Regions from separate parts of the Mus musculus genome. Here regions 1 and 2 are each linked to region 3. The links are chromatin contacts, called in public Hi-C and HiChIP or PLAC-seq maps. All regions are on one chromosome and are shown on one strand. Each heading gives the region's core, a stretch centred on a gene start, on an enhancer-like site or on the middle of the called end of the contact. The rest is flanking DNA. Distances are from core to core; before and after follow the strand shown.

What was found. A called contact is a pair of places that touch in the nucleus more often than the background predicts. HiChIP or PLAC-seq counts read pairs in DNA pulled down with a chosen protein or histone mark.
Region 1: a contact with region 3 is called in a Hi-C map of pancreatic cancer cells, with 2.9 times the contacts expected there. The contact joins two enhancer-like sites. A contact is called at or near these places in 1 of 15 datasets of contacts at CTCF or cohesin (embryonic stem cells), 7 of 484 Hi-C or Micro-C datasets (cortical neurons, embryonic stem cells, epidermal suprabasal cells and 1 more), 3 of 115 datasets of contacts at active chromatin or transcription factors (embryonic stem cells and pancreatic cancer cells) and 1 of 9 other capture datasets (embryonic stem cells).
Region 2: a FOXA1 HiChIP or PLAC-seq map of pancreatic cancer cells shows a contact between it and region 3. The contact joins two enhancer-like sites. A contact is called at or near these places in 10 of 484 Hi-C or Micro-C datasets (the AtT-20 cell line, the C2C12 cell line, the N1E-115 cell line and 5 more), 2 of 115 datasets of contacts at active chromatin or transcription factors (SST interneurons and pancreatic cancer cells) and 1 of 9 other capture datasets (embryonic stem cells).

The regions. Positions count from the first base shown.
Region 1 is chr14:99,140,439-99,144,232 of GRCm38.p6, forward strand. Pibf1 (progesterone immunomodulatory binding factor 1) reads left to right here. Exons shown (of 18, transcript NM_029320.3): 9 at 99-224. Among named protein-coding and RNA genes, the nearest start is that of Dis3, 43 kb to the left of the region's middle. Within about 2 kb of position 1,998, at least 49 of the 459 cell types and tissues checked have an H3K27ac peak or open chromatin away from gene starts, as enhancers often do. A contact at or near this core is called in pancreatic cancer cells, where this site is marked.
Region 2 is chr14:99,896,166-99,899,822 of GRCm38.p6, forward strand. All of the region lies in intron 6 of Klf12 (Kruppel-like factor 12), which reads right to left. Among named protein-coding and RNA genes, the nearest start is that of Gm22970, 120 kb to the left of the region's middle. Within about 2 kb of position 1,601, at least 16 of the 459 cell types and tissues checked have an H3K27ac peak or open chromatin away from gene starts, as enhancers often do. A contact at or near this core is called in pancreatic cancer cells, where this site is marked.
Region 3 is chr14:99,534,468-99,538,138 of GRCm38.p6, forward strand. All of the region lies in intron 1 of Gm41230 (predicted gene, 41230), which reads left to right. Among named protein-coding and RNA genes, the nearest start is that of Gm41230, 14 kb to the left of the region's middle. Within about 2 kb of position 1,439, at least 31 of the 459 cell types and tissues checked have an H3K27ac peak or open chromatin away from gene starts, as enhancers often do. A contact at or near this core is called in pancreatic cancer cells, where this site is marked.

The sequences.
Region 1 (3,794 bases), core at 748-3,247, 390 kb before region 3:
GCATACTTCATCCAATATATTAAAATCTTACCTGGAGAACAAGAGCTTATTTTTTTTTTCATGAGGGAAAACTGTGACTTTTTCTTTTGTCTTTGCAGAGACCATTATAAAACAGAATATGAAAATAAACTACATGATGAACTGGAACAAATCAAATTGAAAACTAATCTAGAAATTGATCAGCTTCGAAGTGCCTCTAGGGAAATGTATGAACGAGAAAACAGGTAAAAAGGGAGAGAGAGATTGAGCAAGCCTGTTTGGGATTATAATAATTTTACTGAAATTAAATGCTGTTTTTGAGACCTCTTTCTTCATAGTTGTAAATATAAATTTAATGGGAATGTTAACATTCTAAATTCTTTGATGGCTAATTACAACAAGGCTTATCATACTTTAGGTCTTTCCTAATGTGTCTGTTTCCTGTTACCTCAGTTTAAAGACAAGAATAAGAGAAAAATTAGTAAATGCCAAGACACCAAAAGTTATCCCAACCATTTCTCTTGTATACTTGTGAAAATTGAAATAGTAAAATATGCAATGTTATATATTTTATGTATCCTGAAAGATATTATATCAGATAACATTGAGGAATATTTTTATTCCCACAGTTACTTTTGAATTGTTATATGCTAGGTCCCCCTAGTAACTGGGAGCATTGGAAGATTAAATGAATGCACTTATTTCACTGACAGTTGTTCTCATATGCTTACTCTAAAGTTAATCTGGCATTTAAACTACTTCCTGCTTTCTGTCTTCTCTTGTTTCCTTCCTCCTTCCTTCACTTCCTTCTTCCTTTCTTCGCTTCCGTTTTTCCCTTTCCCTGGTGTCCTCATTTTTCCACCTAAACACGTTACCAACTAGGGTATCACTCAGCCTAAATGGGCACAATGATCTGCAGATGGGCCCAGCAAGCCCTAGTGGGTTAGGGGTAAGAGATCAGATCCCATGTTGACCAGCTTAGTGGGTAGTGATTAAACTTGCTAAAACATTAGAAAAATAAAAGGCCTTAGTAGAAACTGAATTTAGTTTCACTGGAAGTATCTGTGGGATATCCAAATAGTAGTGAATTCACAAATCTTACCTTACCAAGAGAAAGGTCTGTGCATGACAGAGAACTCTGGCAAAGATAATATGTATTATATAAATAATTACTATTTAGTTTTGTGGTTCATTCATTTCTCCTAGGCATATTGTAGGCATTTTGTAGGCTTTTGTTTACATAACCTTAAAATTTATGGCATAGTTCTATAGTACAGCATGATTTTCCCTAAACAATAGCCATTACTATATATTATTTTACTATGTACTTATTGTGACAGTTTCGTGATGTTTCAGTTGTCCATCAAAAAACAAGAACAAAGAGAATCATTTCAAATACATCCTAGCATAGCATACGTTTACATGTATTGACTCTCTCCCCGACTAGGAGAGATAGATAGGTAGATAGGTTGGCAAAGCTGACTAGAAAACTGGGCAGCAGGCGAAGTCAGCAGAAGGATAGTCAGAGCCTGCTGTGCTCATCCCCAGGGCTGCTCTGGATCCTCATTCACAGTGAATGGAAACTTTCTGTTTAGGCTTCATTTCTGAAGGGACACAATACCCTGACAAAAAACAGCTTAGGAGAGAAGGGTTCATTTTAGCTCACAAGTCCGTCCTGCTGGGAAGTCAAAGCAAGCCCCATCTGCAGGTGAGAGCACGAGAGTAAATTATGCACTGTGAGTGCTCAGCCTGCACTCTCATTACAGAGTTCTGGGGCCTAAGCTGGGAAATGGGGCCTCCCACATCAATTAATGCAGTCAAGACAGTCCCCTCACGCGCCAACCTGATCTAGACAACAGCTCATGTACACTCTTCCCAAGTGATTCTGGGCTTTGTTGAGTGGGCAATTAAAACTAACCATCATACCGCCTAACCAGAAAATTGATGGGATCGGACCCAGGCGCTTCAACCACAGGGTTTTAGATTGACCTGTAAGGTATTAACACTGTGACACAGTTGCCACCAGATGGCGCCAAAGTGCAGCGCAATGCTGTGCCGGCTCGGGGACACCTTAGTAGCTTTTGAATGTACAAGCTTGCTTTTATTGTTTTTCACTTCACAGGACTCTGTCCCGGTACTTATGTGACTGAATCCTCACTATGGCAGATCTGAAATATATCTATAACTTCTGTCCCTTTAAGTCCTTAACAAGGTGTAAGTTCTTTTGAAACCTTACAACTTAAAATGATTAAAGAAAGACTTTAATATTCCTTATAAAAGAACAAAATTCAAGCCAGGTGTGGTGGCACATGGCTTTAATCTCAGCATTCAGGAGGCAGAAACAGGCCAATCTCTATGAGCATGTGTTCAAAGCCAGCCTGGTCTACAAAGCAAGTTCCAGGACAGCCAGGGCAGTTACACAGAAAAGCTCTATCTTGAAAAACAAACAAACAATTAGTTTTGTTTTGAACAAGGTAAATTAAGCTGGCTGTGTATTACATTATGAGTTAAACTATAGCAAGTCTTTAGTCTTTAGCCTCGCCTCCTTATAGTTGCATTACCTTTTGAAGAGCGTAAGCAGCTAAGAGTAGAGAAATACCTTGGTAGCAGGAGGCAGAATGAGAGAAACTCAGTTCAGTGGTAAGAATTATTATGTAAATAACTTGCTTACTAGGTCTTTGTAAAGGCTACAGTCCCTCTTGCATGTTTTGAAATAAGACATTTTCCACAAATTGAGGTGCATACGTTCAACGCCAGTATTCAAGAGGTTGCCCAACCCCTTTCTTAAAAAGAAAAGACAGTATTCCATGAGTGAAAGATTTTGAGCAAAAAGACTAAACTTAGGTCCTGTCCCTCACAGCACTTGCTAGTGGGGGGAAAGCGACTGCCTAACCGTGAGTTTTCTTTCCTCTTTATAAGAATGAGCTGGTAGAAGGGCCCATGAGGTCTGAATTAGGAAGGAAATGTGAGAAGTGCATTGTAAGTGATAAAATACGTAATGAGTATAGGTATGTTTATGCCTTTTGCCTGTGTATAATAAAAATCATTTATATGATGACAATTTACGTAAAATGGTTATTATATAAAAGCTAACTGGTACATGAGAGTGTTACATTAAAGTCCACTGTTAGGAAATCTAGAAGGTCTACACAATGACTTGTTTCCTAAGCACCTCTGAGAGATAATAAAGGGGCAATAAACTAAGGTGCTTGAATTTTTCCAGAACACACAACTCCCTGGAATGTGAGATGTTCTCATAGCACGGAAAAGAAACTCGTGTAGTCCAGGCTGTGAGTTTCTTAGGCGCATTCACTAGGCTCTGCTTGCTGCAGAGTCTGGAACTGCAGCAGCTCACAGTTGTGTGAAAGGGAGGCCGCAGTGCAGAGGCGACTGAGCGGTGCTTCTAAGTGTGGCCATTAGTGCAGTGTTGCTTCGTGATTGTATTTCCTTCCTGTTAGTGCTGTCTTGATCACAGTGGACTGTCCCAAAGGCCACAAGAAGCCTCAGTGACAAACATGACATTTCCATAGAAAATTGGTGCTATGAAACAGCTTTCTATCTTGAATCTGGATTTATTTACGAGATCAGTTGAATCTATTTAACCTGCCCAGTAGATGAATTTGGAGCTAGATTACAGAGATTCCATCCTACATTTTAAAAGTGAGTCTCCTCGTTAGTGCTTCAACTAGTACTCCTCTTGTTCATATCTTACCAAATAAAATGTATAATTTTGAAATTTCTGTGAAAATATTTAAGTCTTTTTCTCTATTTTATCTTTGAGTTTTTGGTCTTTTTAGCTGGATTATTGGGAGTGA
Region 2 (3,657 bases), core at 351-2,850, 360 kb after region 3:
ATCAGAGAACTGGTTCTTGCCCCATCCTCACAGATACTCAAGGTGTAAGATAGAAACCAGTGAAGTATTTGCATCTAACCTCTGCGCATCTTCTTGTACACCCCAGATGATATCTGGCTGTTTACAGCATCTGAAACAATGCAAATGCTTCCCATAGCTTCTATGCATACAGCTAAGGGATGCTGACAAGAAAAAGCTCACAGATGTTAAGTAAGATCCAAGACTAATGTGCAGGAGTAGACCCTTTGGATACAGAGGATTGGCTGTAAGTGATTCCCTGGGAAGGGGATAAATGGATTTGATACATTTTGGGTTTTGAGCTGGAGTTTAGCGAGTATATGTTGCTGCAGACTAGAGGTAGCATATCTACACGAAGAGCCTGCCATATGGAGGTCTCTAGGATTACAACTCAGGGTATTTTCTTTGCATTTGTCATATTCAATCTGCCCATCAATCGACTGGAAAAGATGAAGGAGAGATGGTGTGTGTGTGTGTGTGTGTGTGTGTGTGTGTGTATTATTCAGATCCTTTTGACTTACTGATTTTAACACAATACCGTAAGTCACTACAGTGGGCTTATAATATGTATTTTCTGGATTGGAGAATGTAACATATAAATCCCCAGGCTGCCAACATTACAGCAAGAGTTCCCTGGATCCCCAGAAGTTGCCTCAACCTCACCTCCAGAGCAAGTCATCATTTCAGGGATAGCTCAAACATTACAAGCCTAGGTCTAAAAAATTAATCGGCTTCTATCTGCTACAATGGATAAACTAGATCTCATTGGCAGCATTCCTTGACCTACATGCTCCTAATAGAGTTAACTTCCAGAAGACTTACATATATTTTGTCCACATTAAGAGACTTCCATAAATATCTCTTCCCTCAGTATATAGGGAACACAAACCTTATAAAGACAGCATAAGGAGACAGGTGTGAGCGTACCTAGAAAAGACATGGCTGACAAAATCGGGAGTGTCTGATCTGGAGGTCAGGAGGTACTTCACCATGACCCAGTGAGTGCCAGTCAGTGTCGGAAAAAGTTTGATCAGTTGAGGGATCTCCATCCACCTGGAAGCCCCAAATGGCACCATAAGAGGACAGACAGGACTCTGTCTTAAACTTCCACCCAATGTCTTGCCGATGAACAAGCTGCCGGTGGACGTCCATAAGGAGAGCTGGAAAACCTAGTGTAGGGGCAGCAGTCCTCGTGTGAAAAAGAGCTGTGCAGACTGAACAAGACAAAGGATGTACGAGTGTGTGGAAAACAGCGGAGAAGTGACTTGCTCCTAAGCAAGAGCTCCCTCTAACTAGAAAACATACTCCGTGTTGTGATGTAGAAGGCTACTGTGACCTTGAAAGTCTATGAGGTCATCTTACTAATAACTCAAGCTTACTAATTCTGCTTCAGCTGCCCATGGTTTACGTTGCTTTGAATCATCGTGAATAACTGATGTCTCTTCTACTCGCTTAGTATATGTTAAAACCTGTAAGATGAAATCCAATCGTCCTGGGGAAATACGTTCTTTAATCACACCCGATTAAAAACCCTCCTCTCTTTTGCTCTGTATCACTTGGATGAATAGAATAGGGGTGTGTCTGTGTGAAAATGAGGCTAATATGTATTCCAGAAAGCTCAAGGAGAATAGAAATAGCTCAGCATGTGATGATTCACAGAAGACAATTTCTGTGTGTGTGTGGATAGAAATTTCCCCATAACAACTGGGGCACGGACTCACCACACTTCCGGCTTGTGGGCTTTCATGTCTTTGTGCTCATTTATTTGTCTTAATGACTAAGAATGTGATTTAAAAACAGTCCAATGGGCTGAGAATGGACCTCACTGGTCTATTTATTGGTAGCATGTACATGGCTGTGAATTCAATTCCCAAAACCATGGTAAATCAATATACCACAAAATTAAAAGTAGTGCCTATGAAAGGTGAGAACATCTCATGAGGAAGTGCAAAATCAAGGGGGGGGGGGAGAAGAACACAGAATTAAGCAGAAAGCGGGGGGAAAAGATCGGAAGCAGAGGAGACTCACAGAAGAAACCAAACACAGTAGACGAGCTAATAAAAATTCCAGTTCCTGGCTGGGGATATTGGTCAGGAGGGTGTAAGAGACCCCTAAAACAGTACAGACTACTGACGTTTCTTCTGATTGCCTCCCTGTTTCATTTGAGTTGCCTGCTCAGGACATGTACTTCTCTTGGAAATCACAGGCTGCCAAATAGAAACTCCAGGGCCAGGTATGGGACATTTCTCCCTGACTTGTTGATCAGGGGTATCCAGAGATATCCCCCAAACAATAAAAGCTATCAGTCTTGGTTACCCAGCAGTACTTGATTGTAAGACCCCATTGCTAAAATCATCATATACTTTGGCCGTAGGGCATGCAGAAACCAACTGGGTACCGAGCAGAACACTTACTTCCTGTTGGCTAGCTCTCCTAGTACAGGGAGGTGCTCTGTAGGCTGCTGGGGTGGGGTGGAGTCGTCAGTTGTGCCTTACTCAGTTGAGAACCCTGTGAGCTATAATAATGACCAGCGTGACAAAATATGCTCATGGGTACCATTGTGGAGAGACTTCAATTAAACTCATGAATTTATAGCATGTTGTACCCATTTGCAGTCCCTGTAGATAGCATGCATGATTAATGCTTCTGGCCCATGACTTTGCAAACAGATGTAGTAACATACGCTCAAGAAATGGCAAAGAAGGCCAGTTTAAATGATTTTACAATTTAATCTGGGAAGTGGTTTGCCTTGAGTGGTTATTTTGATATGAGGGAGAATGCGTTTTACACAGTCACACAGGAATCTATTATGCTTGAAGTTTCCCATGAGAGAATCTTGCTGGAGTCTGGTCTGTGTCAACGACAGGTACTTGACAGGACTTGCTGGTTTGTGACCTGTTACAGCAGGGAGGCTATGACTGTCTCCCTGTTTCATCTGCTCCTTTGAATGTCACTGAATTAAGTCACCAGCCACTCAGTAGGGAAGACCAAGTGATGGTGGGTCTTCTTTTGTCTTTTGTTCCTTGCCAGTAGCTCCCATTGAGTGCACTCAGAAGGAACCCAGGGGATGCCAGCTTAGGGCCACACAGCACAAAAAACCCCACATTGTGGCCAATGGCTAATAATGATTACCAGTGCTTTCTAGATGAGTGGGGCATAGGTGTATGGAAGGATAGATAGTTGAGTTGTGGTAAAATTGTGAATTACTTGAGGAATCAATTTCATTTCTCTGTAAATATTGAAAATCCTCTCCCTATGTGACCACCACTACTAAGGAAAATCACACAGGATTTTATGGAACCGATTTTGAAAATACACTTTGAGTTTTAAGTTTATTTCTCTGCTACTTAAGAAGAAGAGTGTTGCCTGGCAGTGGTGTCAATCCTCCACTTTAATCCCAGCACTCGGGAGGCAGAGGCAGGTGGTTCTCTGCGTTTGAGGCCACGCTGGTCTACAGAGTGTATCCCAGGACAACCAGGGCTACACAGAAAAACCGTGTCATAAAAAAACAAAAACAAAACTAAAACTAAAACTAAAATAAAGAGGAAGACAATTGAAAACGGAACACACATGCCCCAAGGATGGTGGTGAATTCAATGTAAACTTGAAGGAAGGGAAGACTTTTGTTCAGCTGGCTGT
Region 3 (3,671 bases), core at 189-2,688:
TGATGGATAGATTCAACCTATGATCTCTTTGCAAAGACAAAAATCTGTGCTCATTCTGTTTGTTTGTTTGTTTGTTTGAGACAGGGTTTATCCGTGGAACCCGGGCTGTCTTGGGACTTGCTTTGTAGAACAGGCTGGCCTTGAACTCACATTAATCTGCCTACCTCTGACTCCCAAGTGCTAGAATCAAAGGTGTGTACCAGCTCATCTGGCTGTCCATTCACCTTTTAACTGCATGGAAAGAATACACTACCTTTGAATTATGGAGGCCAAGCTCTGTCTTGACCTATCTTCTCTACTTCCTGTTTCATACTCTTAGTGAGTTATTTTTACCTCTCTGAGCCTTAGCTTTTTATCTGGTAAGCAAGCATAGTAATTTTGACCTTCCATGGTGGTGTGAGCAAAGCCAGGAACTGTAGGTACAGCCCCTAACCTTATGCATGACATTAAACTCATGGTAAACGTTGGGTTCTGTCCCTTCCTCTGTTACCAAGCCTGTGCATAGTCAAGGCTGAAGATGAAAGCTCCCTTCTTTTCCTTCATTTAGGGGCATCAAAAAAAATCCTTGGCTTTTAAGAACCTGGGTTGTTTATTGCATGAGTTTTCACACTAACCATGTAAGAAGCACAAAGGACAATCTAGACATGTTCATGAATATGGTCTGAAAAGCATGGCAATAAAAACAGTAGGAAGTGACAAGGAACATACTGTATGTATCATTTATAAGCAAGGGCACTTTCTACATGCACACTGCAGGTGCACATGAGTTTCTAAACTGCATCTTCTTCCTAAGGACAGGGCAGCTTCAGTTAATGATGTAGTCTATTTCCTCCATGGCCATGTTTTATATATATGTTTTCTTTTAAAGGGGGGAATGAACAGTCGAAAAATAATAGGCTGCCTAATCTTTGCAGGATAGGAATGGAAATTTGTGCATTTGTAAATTCTCCTATGATTTAGGCTTGGGGTCATTTTTATCCACTTCAACTACAAGTTCATTTCTAAAGCCCTTTTAGTGATATTGAAGAAGCAGAGATTAATGCTAACGATGGCAAACAGCAAAAACCACCATGGGCTTACCTACAGAGGACTAACCCCATCCCCTTCTGCTTCACGATGACCTCTGGGCAATGTGCTGTTCCTTACAACGAATCAGCCCCAAACAAAACAAGAGCAGGTGAAAAGTTTAGGACGTGGAAAATATGTGGCATATGTTCTTGAAGTAATGATTTTTTTTTCTTTTGCAATAAAAATGACCAATGTCCTAGATAGGATGATGGCATTGACTTAATGAACCAAGCTTCAGAAGCATAAAACCACTTCATTATAAAAAAGGAGAACAGTAAGAGTAATAGCCAAGCTAAGTAAGCAAGCATGACTCTTTATGCATCCACGGGCATCCATTTATAAATTCCAAAGTGATGACTGCTCATCGAGTGACCCCAGCACTCTGCATTCTTACTAGTGTGGCGATGATGACGCACCATGCAGGCTTCCCTGTGCTATCTGTCAGGCAGTTAGCTTGGGTCACCTGTACAAGCCTGTGACTTCTCAGCCTCCTGGATCTGGCAATCATTTACCCTTCTGCAACTCACTTTTGCCCCTAATAGCCCCATGAATTTCAAAGTCAATCATTGCCAAATCTGGTATAGTCGCTACTGTAAAAATGCTTCTTTCTTGCTTTTCGTTTTGTTTTGTTTAAATTATGTATTTGAAATCTGTATTCCATATGAAGCTTTCCTCAATGAATTGCTGTTATCCTAGCCTATGACATGGGACATATTCTCAGGCTTTAGAGAATAGGAATTCCTCTTTCTGGGAGTGGTACAGGGAGGAATAATTAGCTGGGGAGGATGTTCTAGCAGCATCTTTATGGAGGCAGCAAGGCTAAGACCTTCATCTTTGGCAGGAGGAGTTTGTAGCCATTTATTCCTGTGCGGATGGTGTTACCAGGCCAGTGATTGATGGGGGAGGTTATACCTTGACTATAGAAGAGGAGATTTGACTGGACACCTGTTCAGCACTAAGACACCATGAGAACGGGACTGCTTTTGAGCACAGGAAAACAGTTTTGAAAACAGGAGCTATGTAGTTGTTGACATCAGCACCCACCTTCCCCCACACAAAGGGGCTCTAACTGACTCTCTGGTTTCTGTGTGAATTGTAGTACGTAGGGCATGAGCAGGAGGAGAAATCTGACAACTCTCTCTGCAGCCATCTCTTGTCTATATGTTATTATTAATGTATCACCATCATCTGAAAAGTGTGCTAAAGACACATTTATAAACTCCTCAAACCTGGAGATTCTGATTTAGTAGAGTGAAGGTAGGGCCCTAAACCCCACCTCTACCCGCTCTCTCCATTATATCTTCTCTCCCTCTGCTGTCTCTGCCTTTCCTACAGTGTATACGAACATTGTCCATGTTTGCTATGTGCTCTCTCTCTCTCTCTCTCTCTCTCTCTCTCTCTCTCTCCTTTCTCATTTTGGAACACTTTGTGTGCTCACGCTGTTCTTGGATTGAACTATTGTGAGTGCTGGGCTTTCAGGTAGGAACAGGTGTCCAGCAGGAACCAATATCGGAAAGGCATCTCGGGATACTGCAAAGCATCTCCAATTACTACGAATTGCAATAGAGAAGAGGAGTCTTTTCTGGGTGTTCTCTCTGGACCATCTAGTTAGTAAGAAGGGAGAAAAGTCCCTTGTGAGCCAGGCCTGGCTAGAGAGGCTATAGGCTCCATGCTGCCAGGATAAAATCTAACAGCTTCCTTGTGTGGAGGGAGGTTGAATCATTTCCAAACACCATTGGTCAGTTTCAATGAGAAACAGTAAACAGGCAGGCCTATAGAACAAATGACATTTGGTAGGAAAAGAGCTCCAGGGTCCAACCTGTTAGTAGGAAGGAAAGAATTAAACCAAAGCATACAGAGTTCCTACATTACATTCCTCTTACTACATTCCTAAACTGTAACAAGCATTTATCTTGTGAACAAAGAGGTAGCATTAGTTTGCATATGAAGAACCTGAGGCGGATGGAACCAGCAGGTCTTAGCCAGCCCACACATTAGAATCAACTGGAAGCAGATAGGTGGGCCATGAAAGATTACTTCAGGAGTGACCCACATCTCTAGATATATAGAGATCTGGATTTACTACTTGAATATTGATATCCTTAAAGAGTCTTGGAAATGTACAGGGAGGGGTGAGTTTCATGGTTATAGGCTGGATTCATAGGATTAAAGCGACTTCCAGATCTCTATGCAGAGTCACAGTACCCTCCTTAGACATGGGTTGGGGAGAGTTCCCAAAATTCAAGCCAGTCTTTTGAGGCAGGGCTGTCTGGAGATCTGATTTTCTTAAAATTTGCCTCACATCCCAGAAATAAAATCTTCAAAAGAAATTTTGCGAAGCAAAGCTTATCTTATTTGGTCATTCCCATGACCTAACAGCTATCTTAGGATTCTTATAAGGAGGACACAGGCCCGAGGAGCTTGCAAATTTCTCTCATTCTCGGGGAATACAGGCAAAATTCAGTTGAATTTCAAAGAGGCTTTGGAGTCTACCAAACCTGGGACCCACCGCTGCACTTTCTTATAAGTTATCTTAATTGAAAGTAACTTAAAAAAATAATTATACTTTAACTCCAGGCAGTGAAAAATTATGTATTTCCATG